Linked DNA regions of Cricetulus griseus: region 2 is linked to region 1. A link is a contact called in public Hi-C data. All regions are on one chromosome and are shown on one strand. The core of a region is the stretch at or near the end of the contact, and the rest is flanking DNA. Distances in the headings are between cores, read along the strand shown.

The links. A called contact is a pair of places that touch in the nucleus more often than the background predicts.
Region 2: a Hi-C map of the CHO-K1 cell line shows a contact between it and region 1, with 2.6 times the contacts expected there. The contact joins the enhancer-like site here to the promoter of Zdhhc11b in region 1. A contact is called at or near these places in 2 of 8 Hi-C or Micro-C datasets (the CHO-K1 cell line and liver).

The regions. Positions count from the first base shown.
Region 1 is chr2:368,635,800-368,642,354 of CriGri-PICRH-1.0, forward strand. Zdhhc11b (probable palmitoyltransferase ZDHHC11B) reads left to right here and starts at 3,314. Exons shown (of 8, transcript XM_027400025.2): 1 at 3,314-3,592. The coding sequence starts at 3,314.
Region 2 is chr2:368,687,990-368,694,544 of CriGri-PICRH-1.0, forward strand. It overlaps Tppp (tubulin polymerization-promoting protein), which reads left to right. Exons shown (of 3, transcript XM_035439167.1): 2 at 5,707-5,860; 3 at 6,138-6,356. The coding sequence ends at 6,332. Among named protein-coding and RNA genes, the nearest start is that of Tppp, 7.4 kb to the left of the region's middle. Within about 2 kb of position 3,257, at least 1 of the 6 cell types and tissues checked has open chromatin away from gene starts, as enhancers often do.

The DNA of each region.
Region 1 (6,555 bases), core at 2,064-4,563:
ATGTAAGGGATGTATCCTGTCCGTCCTATCACAGTCCAGGGATGCATCAGCAGTCAGCCCATACTGGGAGCATCCACGTCACTTTAGGAGTCCACAAATAGGAACTAAACATTTCTTTTTTGTTGTTTTTTATTAAAAACAATCTTACTTTACATACCAATCCCAGGTCCCTCTCCGTCCCGTCATCCCATTCCTTCCCACACACACTATCCCCCCATCCACTCCTCAGGGAGGGTGAGGCAAATAATCCAATTAAAAATGTGATACAGATCTAAATAGAGAATTCTCAAGAGGAATTTCAAATGGCCAAAAGGCACTTAAGAAGTGCTCAGCATCCTTAGCCATCAGGGAAATGCAAATCAAAACAACTCTGAGATACCATCTTACACCTGTCAGAATAGCTAAAATCAAAAACACCAATGACAATTTATGCTGGAAAGGATGTGGAGAAAGAGGAACACTCCTCCATTGCTGGTGGGAGTGTCAACTTGAACAGCCACTTTGGAAATCAATATGGCCGTTTATCAGGAAAATGGGAATCAATCTATCTCAAGATCCAGCAATTTCACTCTTAGGCATATACCCAAAGGATGCACACTCATACCACAAGGACATCTGTTAAACTATGTTCATAGCAGCATTATTTGTAATAGCCAGAACCTGGAAGCAACCTAGATGCCCCTCAACCAAAGAATGGATACAGAAAATGTGGAACATTTACACAATGGAGCACTACTCAGTGGAAAAAACAAAAACAAAAACAAAAAACAATGGAATCCTGAAATTCATAGGCAAATGGATGGAACTAGAGGAAACCATCCTGGGTGAGGTAACCCAGACACAGAAAGGAAAACATGGTATGTACTCATAAGTGGATATTAGGCATAGACCAAAGGATTCATAACCTCAGAGAAGCTAGTAAACAATGAGGACCCTAAGAGACATGCATGGTCCCCGGAGAAGGGGAAAGGAACAAGATCTCCTGAGCAAACTGGGAGGGGGTGGTAGGAGAAAAGGAGAGGGGGAGGAGAACATGAAGGATCAGGAAGATCCAGCTGGGGAACAACAGAGGAGAGCAAGGAAAGAGAGGGAGCCGTTATGGGCTTAATGAGAAACCTGGCACTAGGGAAAACTCCAGGAATCAACAAGGATGACCCCAACTAAGAATCTAAGCAATAGTGGAGAGGTACCTTAAATACCCTTCCCCTATAATGAGATTGATGGAACTAAACATTTCTTAAGCTAAAATTTGAAACACGGAGGGAAAAGACTCAAGTAGGATTGTGTTTGGAAATTCTCAGGAGAGCATGGGGCTTCAACTCACCACTCAGCATCCAGAGTCTAGGAAACATCACTGGGCCATCCAGACCCATGGCTACCAGAGAGGAGTAGTCTGCAAGCAGTAGTGGTTAGGCTCAAAGTTTTGCGTTTCTCCATGAAGCATGTGCCCCTCAGCTTCTACAGCAAAAAATGCTGGGGATCAAGTGTAAAGAAGTTGGAGTTAGAGGTGCATGTCAGAGGCCCACACACAAGCTGATGGCCTTCAGTAAGAGGTTACAATAGTTTTCTAGTAAAAACTCAGGACCATGCAAAGCCAGTTCAGGTGTGGGTAGTAAAGCTGGGCTCTGCTATCAGAGTCCCAGCTGTGGAAATCAGCTAGCCCCATTCCCACCTAACTATGCCACCTGTTTGTCTGCCACCTCTGTTCTGTCCCCCAGTCAACAGCAGGTAGTCTCCTTGGTTGCAGGGGCTGTGGCTTTATGAGCTGTGGAACCTTCCTTTGTGAGGCATTCCATATCTGCTGTGTACACGAAGAGGTTCCTCCATGGTTTAATGTGTCAGCACTGAGCAAGAAGTGTCTGACTTTTACAGCTCAACCTGATGAGAGAGGTGAGAAGTCAGAAGTAGACAATGGCCACGGGAATTGGGGTTTCACCCCATAGGTCCCTGGGCCAGGGCCTCACAGGTGGAGACTCAGCCCATCGGAGACCCCAGTTATCATGTGACCTGTTTGATTTCTTGGAGCTGGCAGGGTCTTTGTCTGATGAACCTCTCCATGGGGCATACAATGAGATGCCAAGATTGGGAAAGCTCCTCCTGAGAAATGAGGGTACTGATGGGAGATCATGAGTGGAATGGGTAGATAACAGCAGTGTTGGACAGTTCAAAGAGAATTATGGGAGGCACCTAAGGCTAGATATCAGGACAGAATTCATGGCTGTGAGTAGCACATGCAGGAAGCTCTGGGAAAGGTTGGCTGTGGCTGTGTTAGTAGTCATGGCAGAGTCCCACAATGAAACCTACGATGAAGGTGGGGAGTATAGAAGCAAGAGACCTCAATCAAAATAGTCAAAGATGCTAGAAGCTCCCAGCACCACTGATTCTTGAATCTGAAATCAGAGCTCACTAGTGACTTTACAGCTCACAGCTTACCAGAGTCACAGACAACCCTTAGTCCTCAAATTTTGAGAGGACCAATTATGCTCTTATGAAATGAGTGAATGAAGGGACTCCAGTCCAGATGATGGGGTGTGACTTTGAGGGAGGCAAGCTGCAGTATTGACAAGTATCACAGGCAAAATATGGACAGATGACTGACAGAGGATGGGCTTGGTATGGGCATGCCAGGTAGCAAGAGGAGGAGGAGTCTGGAGGTCCTAAGAACTGTGTGATGCACACATTTGATGTGGGGAGTACTGTCCTGTGTGTGTTGAGCAGTATGTTCTGTATGGTGTGTAGCTTTGTGTGGTATGTATGGTGCAAGAGTGTGTTCTCACACAGCGACAATACCAGAGCTGAACTTTGGGCCTGTTAGGAATGTGAGGACTCACCTTGTTGGGTTCACTGCCAGGGCCCTTTCCTGTGAATCAGTCTACTGTGCTTTTCTCTTTGTCCCAGGCCCCTCTCTAATGCTGGCCCTTCACAGCAGCACTTTTAAGAGGGAGTGTCCTGGGTGGTAAGATCCTAGGGAAATGGATGAATTTGGGTTCTTATGTAGGATGGCCTCTTTATGTATTTTCTGGTATTTGTCACTTGAACATTCAGGACAGAATTGTGTCAAGGAGAAATGTGGTACTTAAGTAGATCTGGCCCAACCAGGGGTCTTTTCATGGGTAGCTGTATCCACAGAGGTGGGATAGCTATACCTAGCCTTGTGGCCACTATTTGAGGGGTTGCAAACCTACCTGTCATGATAGGAACCTCCTGCCAAGCCTAGTCAGCCATACCAACCTGCCATATAGATATTAGCTTTTGGCCCAGGTCCTGGTGACCCCCCTGACAATGTCAAGCAGTATCGTAGGCCACTCATTCTATGCCCAGCGACAGACAGCTTTGTGCCCTTTCTATCTCTCAGATGAACATCTGTGGTATGAACCGGAACCGGGTCCTCCCAGAAGCCCAAGCCAATAATGTGAAGAAGATCCTACCACGCCCTTTGTCCAGGGTGAATGGCTGGTCACCACCCCTCCACTCCTTCCAGGCAATATCCTGGACCACCTGTCTGGCCATGTCCATTGCCACCTTTGGGATCTTCATCCCCTTTCTACCAACTAGCTGGAAACATGCTGCCTATTTTGTATCCTTTGTGCTAGTGGGGTGGGGCCCTGGGCTGCCTGTCTCTTGGAGGTGGAGGGGTTTCTGAATGTCTTCAAGAGAACTGGCCCTGAACCCCATCATGCCTTTGCAATGGGCTCTGTCTCTGCCTAGTGGCCCTGAAGTTAGTCCCGTGACTGCACATTGCCTGATAGAAGGTGATCTTGCTACTGTGAAGGTAGAATCTGCTAGATTCCAGGTGACAGTAGCAGTCCTGGAGGTGGTGACCCAAGGAAAGGGAAGTACCAGTCACAGATTCCAATCACATTATCTTTCTTACAGGGCACAGACAGATCCCTCTCTGTTGACTGACACAGTAGCTAGACCAATAAGGAAGGACTTCAGAAGCACATGTTTGGCTGCCTCCAACTGGCATCCTGCCAATGTGCTTGTTCGGCACTACAGAGCCTAGACCTAAGGAGTGGCCAGGCCTTTAGAGATGATTCCACAGGACCATGGGGAGACATGCCCATGTGGTATGGTGTATATCAGGGTGGGTACCTGGGATCTAACATTACACTTAGCATCTGATTAGAGAAACCAGGTCTTTAGGCATGGATCCACATTAGAGCCAGTGCCAAGTTGCTGCAAAGTGGGCCTGGGCCCAGAAAATTACATCCATAAGCCCAGGGTGAGCCCATTTTAGTGAGAACGTAACCTGGCCATAGGCTCTATGAGGCACATTGCTTTGTCTGACATTCTGCAGGTCCTGGAGTTGAGAGAACCAGACATAGGTTAGGAAGGAGGAGGTACAACACACAGGATCAAGCGACTGTTAAAAGAGCAGGGGCCCATACTGTGATTTCTTGGGGGCTGCTTTGTTGAGACTGGGTATGGTAGTGTCTCACAGTCACCCACTTCAGCAGTCAGGGCTGACCAGTTTTCCATTTTTCACATGCATATTCAGGGGATCATCTTTAAAAACCTCAGATGTCATAAACTATTACCTGTAAATGCTGTGGTTTATATTGGAGCCTGGCTTTTATGCTCATAACCACTATGCTACCATCTTCCTGGAAAAGCGCACAGCAAACTCCATCACTCAGTTTCCCAAAATCCCTATTGCCAGCATCCCAATTTTCTTTAATTTTGCAACAAATGCCAGGGATTGAACCCAGAGCACTCGCTGTACCACAGCTTGTGGTTGCAGCACCCTGAAACTTCCCATAGTGTGGCACCTCTAGGCCTTTGGTTGAAGACCATGGGTAGAATATGTCCTAGTTTAGCTGTGGCTGATTCTTTTCATCTCAGTGGTAGAGACTCATTTGTGGGAAGGCTTTTGATAGTGAATTCAATGTAACAGGAAAACAGCTATTCAGGCTTTCTGTTTCAGCTTATGCTCATTCTAGTAAGTTGTATTTTTCATGAAATTTGAATATTTCTTCTAAAATGTCAAATTTCTTGAATAAATAAAGTTATTCATAATATTTCCTATGCTTTTTTTATTTCATCTCTGAAGGATACGGATTTTTTTATTTGGATAGGATTTTCTGTGTAGCCCCGTCAGGCGGTGAACTTGTTATCCTCCAGACTCAGCCTCTCAGCTGTTAGAATTAGAGGTGTACCCACACCACTACACCTGGCTTCAGGCCATATAGAACATATCTTCTTTGTCTCCCTCCCTCCCTCCCTCCCTCTCTCCCTCCCTCCCTCCCTCCCTTCCTCCTTCCCTCCCTTCCTCCCCTCCCTTCTTCCCTCCCTCTCTTTTTACCTGAAATTGGATCTCCCATGCAGCCCAAGCTCACTGTGATCTCCCACTCTCCCTGCCTCAGCCTCTCAAATGTTGGGACTGCGGGTGTTCGTCACTACCCTGACTTTCTTGTAAATAATCACCTTTATAATTTATTACTTTTCTCTTACTGTTGGCCTCTTTCAAATTATAATTTTTCAGCTTTTATTTTTTTTTATTCCTGCTTTCAACTAACTTCAAGATTTCTGTGATGGTCTTTTTCTACCACCTTTTAGTGGAAATGCAGGTCATTGGCTGCCTCCCCAGAAATTTGAGTTCAAACTCTGGGTCTTGTAAATGCCTTTTGCTACTGTGCTTCCCCCGAAAGGTTGGACCCTGTGCTGTCCAGTTTACAAGCTAGAGTCATTTTGGAAGAGGGAAGCTTAATTGAGAAAATGCCTCCATAGTATTGGCCCATAGACAAGTCTGTGGGTCATTTTCTTGATTGATAATTGATATGGGAGAGCCCAGATCACTGTATTCAGCACTTCCCCTGGGCCAGGTGGACCTGGATGGCATAAGACAGCAAGCTGAGCAAGCCATAGTAAGACAGTGAGTACTGTCTTCTTACGTGGCTTCTGCTTCAGTTCCTTCTTCCAGGTTCCTGTCCTGTTCGAGTTCCTGCCCTGACTTCCCTCAGTGATGGACTGTTACCTGGAAGTATACAATGAAATAAACCCTTTGTTCCCCAAGTTGCTTTTGGTCATGATGTCTTTATCACAGCAATAGAAATCATAACTAAGACAGGCCCTATTTCCTGCACTCCTGGAGTAGGCCAACACTAGCTGACCATGCAGTCTTGCTAGTGACTGAAGACTTATTTTTAGGGAGAAACTAATGCTGTCATTGGCAGGCACACTGTGAGCACACACACATCCTGGCAACATGCACCCCTGGGACACACATCATGGGCATATATACTTTTGGTACTTAAATTTCAGGTACATTCACCCTGAGCATATGTACATCCCAGTACACACATCATGGGCACACATGCATCCTGGGTGCATGCATATATGTGAGCACACACACGCTTCTCACATATAAGAATCCTACATACACATATCTCAGGCACACATACTTCCTGGGAAGACTTCTTCTATCCTGAACACACATCCTGGGTTCACATATGCTAGACACATATGCACATATACCAGATACACATACCCTGGTCATATGTGCACCCCAAACACAGTTGCATCCTTGGGAGAACCCCACCCTCAGCAATGCAC
Region 2 (6,555 bases), core at 2,007-4,506, 52 kb after region 1:
CTGGGAGGAAATTGCTTAGGTACCTTCAGGAAGTTGCTGACTCTGACAGGACTTGAGAGAAAAGAAGTTCAACTATTTCTGTTTTGGGGCAGGTTGCCATGGCTCTGCAGGCGTGGCGCCAGCTGGGGTATCTGCAGCCTTTGTTTAGGTCCTTGTCACCATGGCAGCGCTTGTTTGTTTTGATGTTACTATGTGTTAAATTTTAAACAAATTTCTTGAAGCTCTATACCAACTTTTATTGTGGACTACTGTTAATCTAGACTCTCCATCCTGCAAAAGGCTCAGCATGGCCAGGCTCCATATAGTTAATGGAGACCTCACACTGAAGCAAGGCCAGTGGGTGCAGCTTGAGAGACACCTGGAGGCCCTAGGGATCGTATCTATGTGTAACTGTCTATAATGGGTCTATGTGCCTGAGTGTCTGGTTTGTACCTGCAAATGCTTGTGAAAGAAGAGGTGTAGGAGCCTCGGGGTTGGGCCGGGCTTACCTACTGCCTCTTTATTTTGACCACCATCCTACTAGATAGGAGGCCCAGAAATCTTTGGCCTTTCTGAGCCTGGATTGTTTGTGTGTTGGGTACCCTCCAGAGTAAATGCACGGATTCCTGCCAACACTGTGCAGAGTCAGAAAGTAACTTGGCTGGGGTGTCAGGGCTGGGTGTCCATTATGTCTGGATACAGGTCAGAAGGAACCAAGGCCAGTCCCTACATGTAGAGAGCAGGGTCTAGATTTGTCTAGCTTGAGGATTTGTCAGCCACTGCTGAGTATATGAGCTGCTTGGTGTTCCTTACATGCCACAACTAGTCAGTGAGGCTCAGCATAGCAGCCACCTGGGCTAATGTAGCCCATTCCTCCTAGTAACAGGCCCCAGGTCTGGAGAGAGTCCTGGCAGGAGTTTTGGGAACCCTCTGGAAGGACAGGGTTCTGTGTGTACCCACCCAAACATCACAGAAATCCAGAGGTAAAGCAACTTGGACACATGAGGACCCTTGGAGGCAACCTCTGTTCCTGACTGTGGGACCCACCCAGTTCCATTCACCTATGGCACACATGTCCCTGGAGTTCCTCCTTCGGGCTTGACTTCCTTAGTCTTGGGTAAGACTAACAGTCACATGCTCCAGGGAAAACTGGCCTGACCCTGCAGGCCTTGAATGGAGCAAGCAAGATCCAGCATGCATCCTAGACTTCAGGTGTCCCAGTATCTGAAGCCTTGCTGCTAATCTTACTTCTGCATGGCCCTCTAGTGGCTACATATGGCAGTGCAGCGGAACCCCTCAGACCCTGCAGAGAAATCTCAGGGTTCTGACCTCTGTTGGAGGATAGACAAGACACGTAGAGGTTTTTTTTTGCCTGATAGTCATTGAGCTAATGGTTCCCATGGCTTTGTGGTCAAGGCTTCATCTGCTCTGGTGAGTCTGCAGTAACCAGGTAAGGATCAGGCCATTGGGCTCTCCCTGCTCCTCAGCTCTTCCACCTTGCCTTGGGAAGTTGGCTAGCCAATGCATGAAGGACATGCAGGAGAATGAATATCCATAACTTGTCTGAACACTTGCAGGGACATCTCTCCTCATGGCTTAGCCCTACTCAATCCAGGCCAAAGCCTTGAGGAGGTGGGGGTGGGCCGACGTGGTTCTCATTTGGGATCACCTGGAGAACTTTATCCCACAACCTCCAGCTCCTTGGAAAACACTAAGTGACAAGTGAAAAGATAGTTTGAGACAATTTGTTCCCAATAGAGGGAAATAGCAATGCCGTAGGTCACAAATGTCCACTCTAGGCAAGCTGGTGACTGCCTGTAAACAGACATCTGGAATGTGCCCAGACCAGGGCTATAACAGTGTTGCTGCATGACCTCTGATTTCCTGAAACAGGCTGATGGGCATCCAGGCCCCTCTGGGCAGAGAGCACATAGCCTACTCCCAGGAGACTTCTTGAGTCCAGTGACCTGCTGAGGGTACAGAGAACTGACAGGGCTAGACTTTCAACAGTGTCAGCATTGTCTTCCATAGAGAGTGCAGGGTGGGGCCGTGAGGTAGATGGGTAGTCAGTGGGCATGGGAGACACCTGAGAAAGGAACAAGAGGATGGCATCTGAAGAGAATGACGAGATTTCTGCACCTCTGTTGAATACATCTAAAGAGCCAGAGACATTGATAGCAACTTGAGGCCCATGGCAGCTGAGGCTGCTCTGCGGTTCACCAGGCACAGGTCAGCTCTGTATTTCTACGGAAAGACTGCAGGAGGGCTTTCTATGAGAAAGTATTCCTGCAGGGCAGGATCCTGGACTAGAGGTTCTCACTGCCTGGGGGGTGAGGGGGATCCCTTCCAGGTCCTTTGCTGCTTTCAGACCACCACATGTATGGGGAGGGAGTATCTTTCCACCCTCGAACCTTCTCGGTCTGAATGGTATCTAGCTGGTGGTTACTTCAGAAGCAACAGCTTCTGTCAATGCCAGGAACTGAGAAGCCCAGGCCTCCCTGTCTTGTCCCGAATGCCCCAGTCTTTCATCACTTACGAGTTTCATTACTTATTACTCAAGCCTTGACAGGGACCTCTTCACAAAGGTGATGAATGGGCCGGACTAGGGGATCTGTGAAAGCCCAAAGGTGAGGTGGGGAGTGGTAGTTTTGTGGTATTGGCCATAAAGGAGTAGACCTTCCTCAGAGGGCTCTGTTGCCTGATGCTAGGTCCTGACCCGCCTATCCAGGTACCAGGGTTCCCAAGGGACTGAGAAGGTGCACTGCACATATGGGGACATGGCCTGGGAAGCAATCCCAGGCTCTTGAAATATATTTGAGCAGAGACCCACTTGTAGGCCAGCTTTGGACAGCTTGGGAACCAAAGACAGGGAAGGCCAAGCCCTAGGAAGAGCCCTCAGTCCTGGGATGTCTAGATATAGGCTCACTGTGTAGGAGAGCCCTGCAGTTTTCACATTTGTGAGGAAGAAATGGGCATTGTTTTCCCAGAGCTAGTTGGGGATTCTGCTTCAAGAAGTGCCTGGGTCTCCTGGGAAATTCCCTGTGAACTAGGAACCAAGGCAGGGACCCCTCTCCCCAACAATACAGATTTATGGGGACATAGGCCAGAAAGGTTTTCTTGGTACCAGTAGAACAAACATCCAGTTCTATCTGAATGTGGCCTGTGATGGCTGAGTCCCTCCAGTTACCCCATCCCCCAGTGACTCATGCTGGTGGTGCCTGGTGCCGAGGCAGCCCAGAAAGGGCTGTGTGCCCCAGCAGTTGGTTGCCAGGCTGGTCATTAGGCCTGGCATCCTCATGTCAGCCCAGGAAGGGTTGGGAGTAGGAGACAAGAGCGCTTTTGACTTCTCAGGACAAACAGAGCAGCCCTGAGGGGCCTTAGAGCAACACACCCCCAAGGTCCTAGTAGAGAGGGAAAAGCTGTCATCTCCAGGCACCATTGGACTGTGAAGCCAAGCTGCTCAACTGCCCTGAATCTCCCAGTATGTCAAAGGTAGCTGGTAAGTACTGGGGCTGAGAGCACTGAAGGACTAGAACCCACCCTCTAAGACACAAGGCTTCTACTGAGATTCCATTACCTGCACCACAGGCAGTTCTACAAAGTTCTAGGATCCGCAGTGTCACTGTGGGACTCTAGCTCCTGTGTTGTGTCCTCGATCCAAGTGTAATGCCTCCGTGGCTTCCCCAGTCTCCTGAGAAGTAGGTGCAGTCTACAACATGGGGTTCCGTGCATTTCTCAAAGGGTAATTGGCTCAGCTCTCCCATTTGTTTGTAGAATGCCCCATGTGTTCAGGACTAGTGTAGTGTGAGACTCTTGTAGGCACCAGTAAAAACTCAGGGTGTGTGGAACAGTAGTATTTTCACATCTGGTTCCTCAGCCCAGCCACTAAGGGTCCACTTTGTGACTGTGTTGTCACTGGTGTAGCCTCACACTGCTGTCCACAGAATGCTTTATTGGGCCACTGCTAAAGGACATTTGGGTGCTTCTCAAGTTTGAATGACTGAAGAAAATCTGTACAATATTCACAAATGGGTTTAACATGAGCTTAAATCTTCATTTCTCCTGAAAGACTGGCTCAATGTCATTCCTCCTTAGCCTGCAGCGGTCAATTTCCCCCATTACCTCTGCTGTTCTCATGGGTGACTTGTCATGTGAGCTGTTTTCCCATCAGTGGGTTTTCTTTGGGGAGGTATCTGGTCCAAATACTTGGCCCATTTGAAATTTTCTTTTTTTTTCTTTAAAAAAATTATTTTGGCTTTTCAAGACAGGGTTTCCCTGTGTAGCTTTTGGAGCCTGTCCTGGAACTAGCACTTGTAGACCAGGCTGGTCTCGAACTCATAGAGATCCACCTGCCTCTGCCTCCCAAGTGCTGGGATTAAAGGCGTGCACCACCCCTGCCCGGCTGAAATTTTCTTGTTAAGTTGCATATTTCAGATACAAGCTCCTTTTCAAGTTAGTGTGTTCCAAGCATTTTTTTTTCAGCTCTGTGGTATTTATCTTCAGTGTCATTTGAAAGGACATGGATTTTAATATTCTGAAGTCCAGTTTGCCTGTTTTCTATTATTGAACATGATGATTTGGCATCATTTCTAAGAAAACCTTGCCCACCCTAAGGTCACCCAGGTTATCTAGATATGCTTGAGAAGGTTGACTCTGGAGTCCTGCTGTGGATCCTAGTTGGTTTATTTTGCAGAGGTAGCAGTTGTTCTAGTAATTTCTTGAAATAGTCCTTTCTCCTTGAGCTTGTTCAAGTTAGTCACCTGTGTGGGCTCCAGATACACTGATCTGTATGTCTGTCTCATACTGTCTCCTTCATGAGGCTTTGAAAGGTGTCTTAGACTAGTGTGGTCTCAGGCCTTCAACCTTTTTGTTTTCATAAACTCATCCTGGCTGCTCTGGAACCTATGCTGACGGACAGTCATAGAAGCCCCACTGGGATTTTGTCAGTCAACTGTTTGAAAGTCCTGAACTCGTAGCACTGCAGCTGGGGTCAGTGGCATGCCTGGCCATAAGAGGTAGCTTATCTCAGGCCATTGGACTAAAATGCCCCAGCAACATGCAGGACTTCACACTATGTCAAAACATCGAAAACTTCACTAATTTGAATTAGTTGGGGGTGAATGCCAAGTTGAAAATGGTTTAAAGTAAAATTACTATAAATAACTTCATAACTTTTTATGAAGGGAGGATTTTGTGAAATGACAGGGAATCTAGGATGCTCCCCCGTGGCAGGGTGCACATGGTGGGTGAGCATTGCAACTTCACGCCATCCTGCTGACCAGGCTGCTTGGCACTGTGCACTCATAGGACTCTGAGCAGGACAGGTGTTACAGCTCCTCCTAATCTTGCCTACTGTGATGACCATAGCCTTAGGCTCCTCCTGGGCCACTTCTAACCCTGGTTTAGGCCTGGGTTCCCTCCTGCTCCTTGACTGGCTAGGGTGTCCCCTGAAAAGATAAGAGGATCTTCTCTCCTGGTTTTCCCTCTGCCCTTGCACCCAGGAGAGACCACACTGCCGCTTGTGGAACAGACAGAAAAGTCCTGACACTCTGTAGTTCTTAAAGAATATGCTTCCTTCATTCTTTCCAGTCTGTTGGCAGTGGCTGGTGACTTTTGGCCATGGCCAGTGGGGATCACTGCAGAATGCAGGAAGGGATGGTATACATGTGGGGTTGGTCCTGGAGGACTGCATACTACCTGAGGACTCAAAAAGTTTGTCACCCACAGAGGGAAGTCCTGCAGGACCATCACTTTTGAGCAATTCCAGGAGGCGCTGGAGGAGCTGGCCAAGAAGCGGTTCAAGGATAAGAGCAGCGAGGAGGCTGTGCGTGAGGTGCACCGGCTCATTGAGGGACGATCACCAGTCATCTCTGGTGTCACGGTGAGGGGATGAAGCACTGGTGGGACTTAGTACTCTTGCTTGCATCTGCCCTTGGGGAGACCATGGCCCGGTAGACTTGTTAGCCCTATAAGTCTGGGGCTAACCTGGAGCCAGGAGAGGTAATCCCTTGTCTGAACATGTGGCCTTCACAGCCCTTGCTAGCTCCTCCTACAACCCCTGCCACCTCCCACTGAAATGCTGCGTAGATAGAGACAATTCTTACCCAGCTCCCTCACTTGCTTGGCTTGTGATAACACCCTCTTCTGTTCTCTTGCAGAAAGCTGTGTCCTCGCCTACGGTGTCACGGCTCACAGACACAACCAAGTTCACAGGCTCTCACAAAGAGCGCTTTGACCAATCAGGAAAGGGCAAGGGCAAAGCTGGCCGTGTGGACCTGGTGGATGAGTCAGGCTATGTGCCTGGCTACAAGCATGCAGGCACCTATGACCAGAAGGTGCAGGGGGGCAAGTAGCCTTACAGGCCAAAGCTCTGGACACTGCGGGTGCCAGGCACAGGACTTACACCCATTGCACTTCATTACATTCCTATGTTCAGCTGGGCAGAACTCAGAATGCACCTCCACTAGGCAATGGTGGGGGCAATGCCCAGGCCTCCTCCTGCTGGGTGCTTTGACACTTCTCTCTCAGACCCCACATTTGGCCCATGATTCATGTCCTTTCCTAACATACCTGCCC